Regions from separate parts of the Sus scrofa genome. Here all the other regions are linked to region 3. Evidence: chromatin contacts called from public HiChIP or PLAC-seq data. All regions are on one chromosome and are shown on one strand. The core of a region is the stretch at or near the end of the contact, and the rest is flanking DNA. Distances in the headings are between cores, read along the strand shown. Region 1 overlaps MTHFD1 (C-1-tetrahydrofolate synthase, cytoplasmic). Region 2 holds the start of AKAP5 (A-kinase anchor protein 5). Region 3 has its middle 60 kb from the start of MTHFD1.

Region 1 (3,910 bases), core at 1,390-3,889, 74 kb before region 3:
TTTCTTGCCTTGCAAACTGAACTGGCCGACTTTTAAATGGAACACCATCTTTACTTGAAAGAACAACTGACAAACAATGACTATTTGGGCTTGAATATTTGGCAAATATTTTCTCAAAATTGGTCAAAGTGAGGAAAATAGTACTTCAAAGAAAATAATAGCATTTGTGGCCAATGATAAAATTTGAGCTTTCAAGCAAAAATTGGAATTTATCTACTCCTGGAAACTTGACAACTTCTTAATATTTAAAAGATCTTTCTGATGAGTTCATTGGTGATATTAATGATTATGATTTCTAAAATACTGCACAGTGAAATGTGTTAACATTTGGAAGAGCTGCATAATTCAGTGAATCATCACTTTCCAGATGAGGAACAAGGGACATAACAAAACCAGTAAATATCCATTCAAACTGCAACATGATACAAGATTTTGATTGAACAAAGCATTAAAGTTCACTGATATGATTTCAGATTCTGCACTGCCCCATCTTTCGAAAATTTTACTAGGAGTTCTCATGTGGCTCGGGTCACTGCTGGGGCATGGGTTTGATTCCTGGCTCAGGAAATTCCACATGCTGTAGGTACAGCCAAAAAACAACAACAACAACAACAACAACAACAAAACAACAGCTTTATTAAGTCCTTGTAGTATTAAATAAAAATATCCACAACTATCTGTGAAGACTATTAAAAGAACTCTTCCTTTTATCACCATATGTCTGCATAAGGTCAGATGTTCTTCGTATGTTTCTATCCAACCAGCATAGCAAAAGATTGAATACAGAAATAGATAGGAATCCAGCTGTCTTCTGTTAAACCAGACAGTACACTGGCCAGAAAATTAAAGCGTTTTACAAAAAGGTAAAACAATGCCCCTCTTTCATTCAATTTTATTTTCTAAGTTACTTTGTCATAAAAATGTTACTCATGCTAACATACAATGAACTTACTATTGGCCTTTTTTCTGGCTGTGTCCTCAACATGCCAAAGTTCCGGGGCCAGGGATGGAACCTGAGCCACAGCGGTGACAACGCCAAATACTTAACTGCTAGGCCACCAGGGAACTCCCTACTGGCATTTTTACATGCATAAATATCTTTAAACTTCTTAGTTTTAATTTCTAATGTAGTAAATATCAATGGATAAATCCATACAAACAAAAGTTCCTAAGGTCATTTGAAAAGTGTAAACAGATCCTGAGAACAAAGTTCAAGGGACACTGGATTAGAGAAAGGGTCGCCACAGAGAAGAGCCGAGGGCCAGGACATGCCAACATGTGGAAGTTGACCTGAAGAGGAGGAGTCTGAAGAGAGGAACTCAAAAGGTCTGAGGTTCCATTAAAAAAAAAAAAAAAAAAAAAAGGGAAGAGATTTAAGCACTAATGAGAGAGATCGAGAAAGGAAGATGTTAGGGGAAATGCACCATCATAATACCTGTAAAATGGCCAGGCCTGGGGTGAAACCAGGTACCTGCTCCTTCATCTGAGCGACTTTGCTCTTCAGTTTCTCCCTTATTTGCCTAGAGAAAAAGGAAAAGATTGCCGTTAACCCTTAATGTTTTAAGCCACAAATTAGCAACATGTATCATTGGATATATTTCTCTTAAATTATAAACACCTTCACTGAACACTATCTGGCATGTACCCTGTACCACCCACCCAATTTTCCAGGCCTCAAGCAGACCTGGATCTTTTCTATCTCCCGTTGACACTGACTGGGCCATGGGGTATGGGACAGTTAGTTTAAAACATATTAATTGATGGCATTCAAAATCATACAGTGAACAAGTAAAAACGTGGACCACCAGTTCTGAAGGTTGCCAATCCTCATCTTTCTCAGCATTTCCACCGCCCAGGTGCTATAGGAAAAAAAGTTTGCAGGAAAGAACTCAAGCTCATAGCGGCTCAGCCAACGTTACCTAGCAAGATGATCACAGGTAGGCCCATAAAGCTGAACAATAAATCAATGAATCCACTCTGAATTCAGTATGAACTTTAAAACGATATCCTAATTTACAAAAGAATTTTTCTTACTCAAGGTTGAAAGCATAATGTCTTCTGAAACAAAGATTTATACAATTTATACAACTTCCCAATACAAGAGAACATTAAGTAAATTATATTACATCCATAAATAAACATACAAAATAATCCAACTCTGTCCAGTTACGATATAGTCATAAACTTGAATGGGATCTATCTTGAAGGGCAAATTTTGTCATTTGTCTTTCACTTGACAAATACACCTGAACATGTGCAAGCATCTCTTCCCTCACTCTCATTTGGTTATTCCCTTCCCCAATGCTGCACACTTAACAAATATCTGGCATAAAAGGGCACAGGAGTTGCAGGGAATACATTATTTGGATTAGCCTAGTAAAAGGTAAGAATGGCGAACGATACAAGAAGTCATACCTAAGACTTCAAAATCTTACTTCAAGCTAATAGCCTTGGTTTTTCTCAAATCAATATTCTATAAATCATATAGTTCAAAAGAAGAATGGATTGTTGAAGTTTCTTTTACTGGGATGTGATCTGAGCGGAGGCCACAATTCTGCTGACACAAGACAACAGGAAATGCTAGAGCTGCCAAGTTCTCCCTAGGCTGCTGCTGTAACTCCCCGGCAGTTCCAGCCTGCGCTGTTTCTCCTGCATGGGACATCAGAAGTGGTGCCTGGGGAGCTGCAGAAGGCTCCTGACGGGGGCCAAGTTTCCAGACTCCACTCTCTCCTCTCCCCTTCCTGCCCTCCAAACATTATATGAACACAAAGTGCTAGACAAAAGTTTCTACTAGTTTTTCTTCACCCTCCAGACCCTCCAAACTCCACAGTTGGCAAGAGGGGAGGGTGGAAAAAACAGCCACTCCTGGCACAATGTAAGACTTAAATAAGGAGAACCAACAGTGAAAACATATGAATGCATCTGAGACTCTCAATAACCCTGTGAGGGAGGCAAGGGAGAAGCAGCCTTCTTATTTCTGTTCACAGATGTAGAGACAGAGGCTCTAAGCAGTCAGATCAAGTGACTTTCCCAGGGCCAATTAAGAGAATGAACAGCAAGTGCAAAGGTCCTGAGTGGGTCACTGAGGGCCAAGGGGAAGCAGTAATCAGATCAGGAGACTGTCGTTTATTCTGAATGTGATGGGAGGCTATTAGAGGGTTTTGAACGGGGCTGACACCATCAGACTTACATTTTTCAAGGACTATTCTGGCTGCTGAATTGGGACCAGACCCTGGGGGGAAGGGTGAGAATGAGGGACACCAGCAAAAAGTTAACTGCATTTGCAGAATCCAGGCCAGAGGTGACGGTGGCTTGGATTATGGTGTCAGTGTTAACCATTGATACCATAATGGTGAGAAGTACATGTATTCTAGATACACTAAACATGAAACACAAAGGAAATACTGGGGCTACAGATGACTCTGAGGCTTTTGGGGCTCTGAAATGGAGCTGGAAAGATTGACAACTACAAATTTAGGGACAGAGCAGATTTCATACTGAGACAGTGAATTTATTCACCAAATCTTATAAGGATTCTAGAATAAGTAAGCATTTGAGTCTTGACGAAGGACTCTAGGGACAAATAAAAATAATACTTATATGCAGCAGGTACTAAGTAAGTTACAGGAACCCAGTACTATAAGGTGGTACAGGTGGAAAATGTTGTTTCAGCCAGCAGGTTGAGAACAAAGAACAAAATGTTCTGTACTTCCTGTGCTATAATTTAAAGAGGTCTAAGTGTGCATTCTTCCCCCCAAAGAAGATTATAGCTGGAGAGCAGTTACCCTGACCCTCTTAAACTTTGTCTAAGAAGTAGGATTGTTTTTAAAGTTGCATCAGCCGGGATATTCTTCCAACTACAAAGATTTGTTTGAAAGCTAACACTTAGGCTGCTATAAGACATCATCAG
Region 2 (4,243 bases), core at 1,725-4,224, 130 kb before region 3:
TTCTTTCTCTAGAAACTATGCCTCTCTTCCTTAGCAGCCTTTTATGACAAAAAAAAAAAAAAAAAAAAAAACACACACTAAATAAAATTTCTTCCAGATGGAGTCACTCCTTTTGTCTTACTCCATGGTTATTTTAGGTGGTTTCTCCAGTTATACAAATACCTAGTTTCTCTATTACTTGTAATTTCTGTCTTTAATTTCTTCATGAAAGCCCTTTTACTGGATATATTTTTGCTTTATTTAACGATCAACCTGACAAGAGAAAACAGAGTGGTATTTTATTTCACCATCAGCCTGCTGTTTTCTGTAGAGACTATGATTCTACCAGGCATGTTTCCCATATAATAACTTACCAAAATGACCGGAGAATAAAAATTGGGGTTTACTTTTGCCCTATCCAAAAAGATTTCAGCATGAATTTATTTTGCTCTCTTTGTTAAAACTTCATTTTGGATTACTCTGCAAATCTGATATTATTTTATCAATTCTGTAGTTGTGCTGTCTTTATGAACTGTTTATGACTCTGAATCGAAAGTTGACAAAAACCACCACTACCACCACCAAAAAACAATAAAGGGCAGGGTGCTGGGCAAGCTAAATTTTATTACATCCAATAAGGAGTTCTGAAGTTGCAAAGGATCTTAGAGATCATTTGAGATTATTCAGATCCAGCCAGATGAAGAAACTGAGCTCCAAAGTGGGCAGCTGGCCCGCTAAAAGCCACACAGTTAGATGAGGTCATAGCCAGAGTTAGAACTGAAGACTTTAACTCTCTGATGTTCTTTCCATTATACCATAAGGTTTCTGTTCTAAAAATGTATATTCCATGAAGGAGGTGCTACTTTTCATACATGCTCTTGGGAAATTTAACATTACTGTCATTCTCCACTCTTAAATTTGTTTGTATAACTTTGACATTTTTTTCCTAAGTATCTGCTGTTTAAACATTTTCCATAACGAGCACGTAACTGAAGATCAGAGTGAATGATAACAGTAGTTGACATTTGTTGAGCAACTCCTGTGTATTAGGAAGTGCTAAGCCCTTTTACACACATCTCTAATCCTCCCACATTATAGAGTAGGTGGTGGTATCACCATCTACAGATGAAGAAATTGAGGCCCAGAGCGAGGTTAATTTGCTCTAGATGAGCTAGTCAATAACAGAGCTCAGATTCAACCCAAAATTGCTTGTTTCTGAAGCCCATCCCCTGAAACTGGGCTTTAGGATTTTCATCAGAAAAAAATGACGTTTTTGGAGATGCTAATCTGCACCAAACTCACTAGCCCGAAAATTTAAAGATTGTTCAGTGGTCATGTAACCAGGATGCAGCCCATCAACTCATAGCTGAAGCAAGAGTAGACTGAGTTCTTGCCATTTTAAAATCAAGCTTTTGAAATTCTTTATATTTTCTTGGTTCTGGAACTAATCTAAAAGCCAAAAATAAATAGATAAGTTGTGCAACTGACAAACTGATTATACATAAACATAAAGGTATATTTTAAAGTTAATCCACAAGATGGTATGATAGTACCAGAGAACAGAGAAAGGAGGTGACCACCTAACAGAAATCCTGTGGATTTTAGTTTATGGATGTCTGAAGATAAGCAAAGGGAATCTTTCTTTGTACTTTTAAAAAAATGTAAATCCTTCACTGTTGAAGGTTTATTTGGGCAACTCCTGATTCCATGAACCACAGAAGGAATTGGAACTCTGAATATCAGTTCATGATGTAAGCAAATATTCCCTTAGGTCGGGTGATACATACTCCATTGCCTCCGACAGAAAGACAAAGCCATCCTACAACCATGATGGAACTAAAATATGAACATTTAACAGTGTCCCTCTAAACATGATACACTAGAACCACAGCTAATTATAGCTCTTTGTCTCCGCACCTCTTATGAATCCTCCCACCTGAGTGTTTTTTTATTAACCGGAGGGATGTATACCTAATAGAAATGCTGATATTAGATCATTTAGGAATGTGTCATTTGAAACTAACTTGGATTGCTCAAGGACAATTGCTTGAGAAGCTCACTGGAATGTATACCAAGATGTAGAACTACAACAGATATCCAAACAAAACCTAACTGAAAGGGGGAGAATGCAGTCTGTGGCTATTAAAACTTTGCGGAACATTAGACTGCAAATGATTCGTCCTTAACCTGCAGAAGTAGTTTTATTGCTCCAGGAAGCTGTAATTTCCTGATAGAATCGCAAGTCTGCTGCCACTGAAAATACCCCTTGCCCTTTTCCCGTGAGCAGAGAAGCACGGAGGCAAAGAGCAGCCACTTCCTGAGAAAAGCGGTGCATCTCTCCCCGCGCCAGGTGTGGGCCACACGAAGCTTCCTTCAGGAGGAAGGCATCTCTCATTCGGCTTGACGCGCCTTATGGCAGGAGCTAGAGCGCAGGATAAAGTACTCAAAAAGGAAAGTGCTGGGGCGGGGAACAGCTAATCCAGCTTCAAGCTAAATGTACAATTATAATGGCCAGGAAGCCCACACCGCATTCGCCCCGAAAAGGGCAAGGAAGGAAAAAAGCTACCAGCTACACAAGCCCCCAGGACAACTCAAACGCGGGGAGGGCAGGTGGGCAGAGTGATGAGGGTCGTACTGAGTGGAGATGTCTGCGGACAAACACCTTCCCCCGTTGTTACCCCGGCCACCTTCGGGGCCCCAGATTCCCGGTGGCCAGCGGGCACCTCCCGCCCACTCCGCCACGCGGGCGGTCGGCGGACCGGACACCGGCCCCGCGCCCTCTTTCCTCACAGCCTCATCGCCCGCTTCACTTACCGAGGGCGCCGGGGTCCCTGGACAACGCTGCCGCGGAGGTCGCGGGGGCGCCCGCGGGGCCGGCGGGAAGGCAGCGGCGCACCGGGAGCGAGCAACCCTCTGCAGAGGGACCGCAGCCGGGCGACGCCCCCTCCCCAGAGCGCGGGGACCGACAGCTGGAGGCACCAATGCGCGTGGAGCAGGCGGGCGCGGGGCGGGGCCCGGGCTGGGGGCGGGGGCGGTGGCCCGGGGGAGGGGCGGGGGGGGGACAGGAGGTCCACCTGCGGGTGAGCCCAGCCCCGGGCGTGGGACCTTCGCGCGCCCAGCCAGGCGGCAATCTTTTAGGCGCGACCACATCCAGGCAAGGGCCGGGGGCCACCGAGAGAGATGGGGAGGGGACCAAGGTCGTAAGCCTTCCATTTTCTCAGATGCAAAGTAGCAAAATCCAATTTTAAACTATGGGCACTCACATCATAAATCCCCCCACTGAATATTTAAAGTCACAGCAGATATCACATTTTAAAAGTAGGATTCAGATCTGTGCAGAGTCAATCTCGTTTGAAAAGAAAAATTACCTATATGAATAGAGAAAATAAAACTTTTCCAGGAATGGGTTTGGGTGTAATGCACTTATCACGGTTCCCTGCCAAAGGTTCTCAGAGGCCCAAGACACAGACCCTTGTCTCCTAAGAATCTAGGAGGAAGGAAGAGATGATGCAAACTGTGTGATATCGATGTCAGAAGGGCACAGAAACACAGCCCCCTCCCTCCTTTACATCTTGTATATTTCCAGGATTCAGTCGATTACAAGTTACCCGTTTCCCTTACATTCCTAGGTGTCTGCTTAACCTTGTCCCTCTCAAGTACAGCGCGGGGTGAGGGTTAGGGGTTTAAAACATGAGTTGACTTTCCTCACAATTCTAGTACAGACCAGAGCAAAGGGCACTGGCAATATTCACTCTCTGTTTGGCTAGGCTGTGTTATTTTCACACATTTTGAGAGTCTTTATCTAAGCAAGTTCCCAGTCATAGTGAAAAGCACCATAAGCATTGATTTGTATACATAATCCACTGTATATAGTGGATTAGCACCAATGAAAGGTGTTGCAGTGAGAGTTTAGGGTGACTTGCTTTGGGCTTAATATTACCTACAAGGGCATTCCTGGGAGCCTCTATGGTGAGGTCCTGCAGGATGCACAATTCCTGCCTCCTCCTCTGGCCCCTCCCAAGCATACTATCTAGATGAAGAAGCTATTAAGGCAGAGGGAAGAACTATGAAAAGCAGTTGTACTTATCTCTTTTCTTCAATAGGACCATGAGCTTTGAGAGAGTAAAGCTCTTACCCACTTTTGGATGCTTATCCAGGAATATAGTTTACCTTTGTAAGATTCTTTATTAAGGAAAGAACTATTTACACAATAGCAAAGCTGAATCTAAGCTGTCAAGATCCTAGAGACAAGCGCTATAAAACA
Region 3 (4,121 bases), core at 936-3,435:
TTTCCATTTTATGGCCACACCCACAGCATATGGAAGTTGCTAGGCCAGGGACTGAATTTGAGCCATGGCTGTGACCTACACAGAGCTGCGGCAGTGATGGATCCTTTAACCCACTGTGCCAGGCAGGATATCAAACTCATACCTCAGCAGTGACTTGAGCCACTGCAGTTGGCTTTTTAATCCACTGCACCGTGGCAGGAACTCCAATCTCATTTTTTTCTTGTCTTTTTAGGGCCACACCCCTGGCCTATGGAGGTTCCTAGGCTAGGGGTTGAATCAGAGCTGTAGCTGCCAGCCTAAACCACAGCCACAGCAACACCATATCTGAACTGCGTCTGCGACCTACACCAAACCTCATGGCAATGCGGGATTCTTAACCCACTGAACGAGGCCAGGGCTTGAACCTACATCCTCATGAATGCTAGTTAGATTTGTTTCTGCTGAGCATGATGGGAACTCCCCAGTTTCCCTCTTTCAAAGACAGCTGATTAGCAACCTTAATTCTCTCTTGTCATGTAGCCCAATATATTCACATGCTCCAGGGATTAGGACAAGTACACATTTAGGGAGCCATTATTCTAGAAACCTACCACCATTCACATCTTATAATTGAACACATCCCTGCCTTATGAACAAACTCCACCACTACATATATACTTAGCAGAAATATGTATATGTAGTCTGCAAAAAGACATTTACAAAATTATTCAGGGCAGCATTGTTCATAATTGCCCCAAACTGGAAACTAGCCAAATGACCAAATGTTTACCAAAATATGTTTACCGAAGTAGAGCAAACATGACAACTGTTGTGGTCTGTGCACTCGGGCCGAGAACGAATTTCCAAACTCATACTGGAGTGAAAAGAAGAGATTATTGAGCATGGTGAAGTGGAGAGAAAGCAGAGATGCTACAAGCACAGCAGGAGGACTTCCTGACAATCTGGGAGAGGCAGACAACAGGTGGTTCTCTCTGTTTTTATTACCCAGGGAGAGCAGTCTCCCAGTACAGCTGCCAACTGGTTGGGGAAGGCGAGGGGTGTCTTAGGACACCCTTGCTGGTTGGTTGTGGGGCGTATAAGAGCCCTATAGGGTGGGGTGAGGAGTGGGCCACATACCTTTCCTAGTAGGGGGTAGGTAGGAGTAAGCCGGGTTGCTCAAGGTTGGGGAAGAAGCTTTACGATGACACAGGTGGGGCGATGCTAAGGGTCTGATAATTCTTGTCTTGGCCAGAGGCTTTGAGTTCAATCTTCTTGAAGGGGCCTTGAAGCCCAACCACAATCAGATCATTAGTTGAGCATTCAGATCCTCTTCAGATGTAGGACAAGGAGAGGCAAACTGGAATACTGAATTTTCTCAGGGGCCAAACCAGAAACAGACCTTTTGTCCAAGACTGCAGAGATGACATACAGAGGAGGGTATGAATTTGAGGAGAAATGGTACATTTATGGAACTCCACTTAGCATGTGTTAAGCCCCAATATGGTGGAAAAAGCAATGAATAGCTTGCAAGAGGACTTTAGCTCTTGATGAACATCTGTCACTAACCAGACTTGTAACCCTTGGCTAGGTCCTGGACTGAACTAGAATTTTCTTTACCTCAAAATTAGAGAGGATTTCTAATTCTAGATTCCAGGCAGCACCAACTACCTTGGCAGAAACAATTTTCAGGTCAGATTAATGCAGTTTGTTGCCAAAGAAGTACAGGAGCCAGCAGGCACAGCAATCAGGCATATTCCGCACCGGTTTTTCCTTAGCTGTAAGGCGCGGGTCTACAGGCTTAATAGGCAGAGATCAAGCCCCCTTCCCCTGTTTACCTAACTCAGGCCCTTCTCCTACCAGCGTCCCCTACCGCAGAGCTCCCTACTCTGAATCCTCGCCTGTGGCCCGACACATCCTAGCAACAAGAGCAGCTGCCTACACAGAGACCATTTTTCTGTACGGTACTCCCACTCAAAATTCCACTGTGAACGTAGTTAACTGTAAATGTCACACCTTCCATGACCGCGCGTGGAACCACCCACCCTGCGCAAGTCCGTGCTCTTGCGCATGCGCGCTGCAGCGCGCGTACGCAGCCCTGCGGGCCCCCCAGGAAGCTAAACTTGCACAAGGGAGGTGCTAGACTGGAGATGCGTCAAACTGCCGTTCCTCTATAGGCGGAAGACGCGGAGCAACTGGTGGTGACTGGCTGACAGGAATGATTGGCTGGTGGAAGGACTCTTTCTGGAACGCTCTTTGATGTGGGCTGGGAACCTGCGCTAGAGGGCACCCCGACGTGAATCCATCAGTCAGGCGGCCGGGCTGAGTGCGGAGTCGAGGAGGCGGTCCCCCGGGGAACAGTTTCGGGGGTGCGGGAGGCCTGCGTGCGGCCCCTGCTGGAGGATTCTGGCCCGGTTCCCTTGCGGGGATGCCGGGCTGACCTGAAGGGGTGGACCTGCAGAGTGTGGGCGGTGTTTGGCGTTCTTGTCCAGTGGCTCCGTCAGACTCCTGTAGGGGGGACGGGCGGGGGGAGGGGCACCCCTATACTGAATAGGAGGGTCTGGGTGGCGCCCCTGACTGGTTTTTAAATCTCTAAGGTTTTGTCAGAATCTAATGCTCGGCCAAGGTTGAAGCCCAGCGCGCTGTTTCAGGCCTGCCGCGCTGGAGTGCTGCGTGGCTCCCGAAGGGCCCGGGGTAACCCCGGGATTGGCCTGTTTTGGGAAGGTCGTCAATTTTGCAAGTCTAGATTTTGGAGATCTGGAGTTACATGCCAAGAGCTCAGCAAGAGCGGACACTCCTCCCCATAGGCGTCCACTCTGGAGAAGAAATGGATATTGGGCTTCGGTTGGGGAGCCTCAGGTGCTGCAAGTTGAGTCCGTAGAGTGCTGGAGGAACTTGGCTGGTTCTTATGGCGCTCAGATTACAAACAGTTATCCCGATATAGTTCTGTAATTTATCTGTTACTTAGGTCATTTTGGCCTCTACCAAATATCTGGGTTTCATTTACAAACCATTTCTTAGGGAGGTGAAATCAATGGCAGAGCTCATCTTTTGAACTAGATTTATTCTTTGATTTCGGGTTTTGGTAGATGGCTTTTTACATTATTCTTAAATTCCGATGCTATCTTACAGGAGTCCCATATATGGAGTTAGAGGATCTCTCTTATTAACAGTTTTATTGAAATGTAATTTGCATGCCATAGAGTTAAATTTTAAGTGAACAATTCATTGATTTTGTAACATTTACAGAGTTCCGCAGCCATCACTGTAATGAATTAGAGAATCTTTGGCGATTTTTTTTTCCTTTACTGTTGTCAAGTTTGACTAAGTGGCTATTTTGGAAATACAACCTAAGAGCTTCTGAAAAAATGTATGCTCAAATTGTGTATACCTGAGCAGTTGAAATTAAGAGAATTGAAGTAAATGTTCCTAGAAATTGCGGGTATTGAAACTTTTCGTGTATTGTAATACTAAGAAGATAGGGACTATTCCAAGTGTATAAGCTCCATTTTACAGTTGATAAAATCAACTTTGAAGGATAAGTTGCTTAAAGCTACCTATTTGTGCCTAGGCTAGGCCCCAACCCTGCATACTCTGTCTCTAAATTTATTGCCTTTTCTACCTCATTGCCCTGGTTTCCAATTATATTATGCATGTATGACCTGTACAATTCATTCATTTATTGAGCAAATAATTAGAGTGGCTACTATGCCAAAAACAACCAAAAACACTGCTCTAGGTGCTAGATACCATAGTGAACCAGCTAAGTACTTGCCCCTCAGCCAATATTTTGATGAGACAATGATCAATTGAAGAAATATACTAATTTTAGATATTGAGCCATGCTATTAAAAAAAAAAAACTTAGAGTATAGGGAATGGTGGTAGGAGACAGGATCTGACTTGAGCAGAAATCTGAAAGGAGAGGAAGTTGGGGCATAAGGAAAAGAAAATAAGAATTTGATTTGAGAAACTGGGAAAATGGAGTTGCCACTTGCTTAGTTGAAATATATTAAGTAACACTGTGGAAGGACTAGGTTTGGGGGCTAAGATGATGAATTCAGCTGTAGATGTATTTAGATGCCTCTTAGTCTACCAAGTGGAAATACAGTGTTTAAATCCATGAGGTTGGATGTAATATGACCA

What was found. HiChIP or PLAC-seq counts read pairs in DNA pulled down with a chosen protein or histone mark.
Region 1: a contact with region 3 is called in an H3K27ac HiChIP or PLAC-seq map of alveolar macrophages. The contact joins two enhancer-like sites. A contact is called at or near these places in 2 of 5 promoter capture datasets (fetal liver and liver), 1 of 47 Hi-C or Micro-C datasets (heart right ventricle) and 1 of 2 datasets of contacts at active chromatin or transcription factors (alveolar macrophages).
Region 2: a contact with region 3 is called in an H3K27ac HiChIP or PLAC-seq map of alveolar macrophages. The contact joins the promoter of AKAP5 here to the enhancer-like site in region 3. A contact is called at or near these places in 1 of 5 promoter capture datasets (liver), 3 of 47 Hi-C or Micro-C datasets (fetal heart ventricle, retroperitoneal adipose tissue and skeletal muscle) and 2 of 2 datasets of contacts at active chromatin or transcription factors (alveolar macrophages and skeletal muscle).

What each region holds. Positions count from the first base shown.
Region 1 is chr7:88,483,375-88,487,284 of Sscrofa11.1, reverse strand. MTHFD1 (C-1-tetrahydrofolate synthase, cytoplasmic) reads right to left here. Exons shown (of 27, transcript XM_021099913.1): 2 at 1,436-1,520. Among named protein-coding and RNA genes, the nearest start is that of MTHFD1, 14 kb to the right of the region's middle. Within about 2 kb of position 2,639, at least 30 of the 83 cell types and tissues checked have an H3K27ac peak or open chromatin away from gene starts, as enhancers often do. A contact at or near this core is called in alveolar macrophages, fetal liver and liver, where this site is marked.
Region 2 is chr7:88,537,669-88,541,911 of Sscrofa11.1, reverse strand. AKAP5 (A-kinase anchor protein 5) reads right to left here and starts at 2,974. Exons shown (of 2, transcript XM_021099926.1): 1 at 2,794-2,974; 2 at 1-38. All of the region lies in intron 4 of ZBTB25 (zinc finger and BTB domain-containing protein 25), which reads left to right.
Region 3 is chr7:88,409,110-88,413,230 of Sscrofa11.1, reverse strand. No RefSeq gene overlaps it. Among named protein-coding and RNA genes, the nearest start is that of MTHFD1, 60 kb to the left of the region's middle. Within about 2 kb of position 2,185, at least 65 of the 83 cell types and tissues checked have an H3K27ac peak or open chromatin away from gene starts, as enhancers often do. A contact at or near this core is called in alveolar macrophages, fetal liver, liver and 2 more, where this site is marked.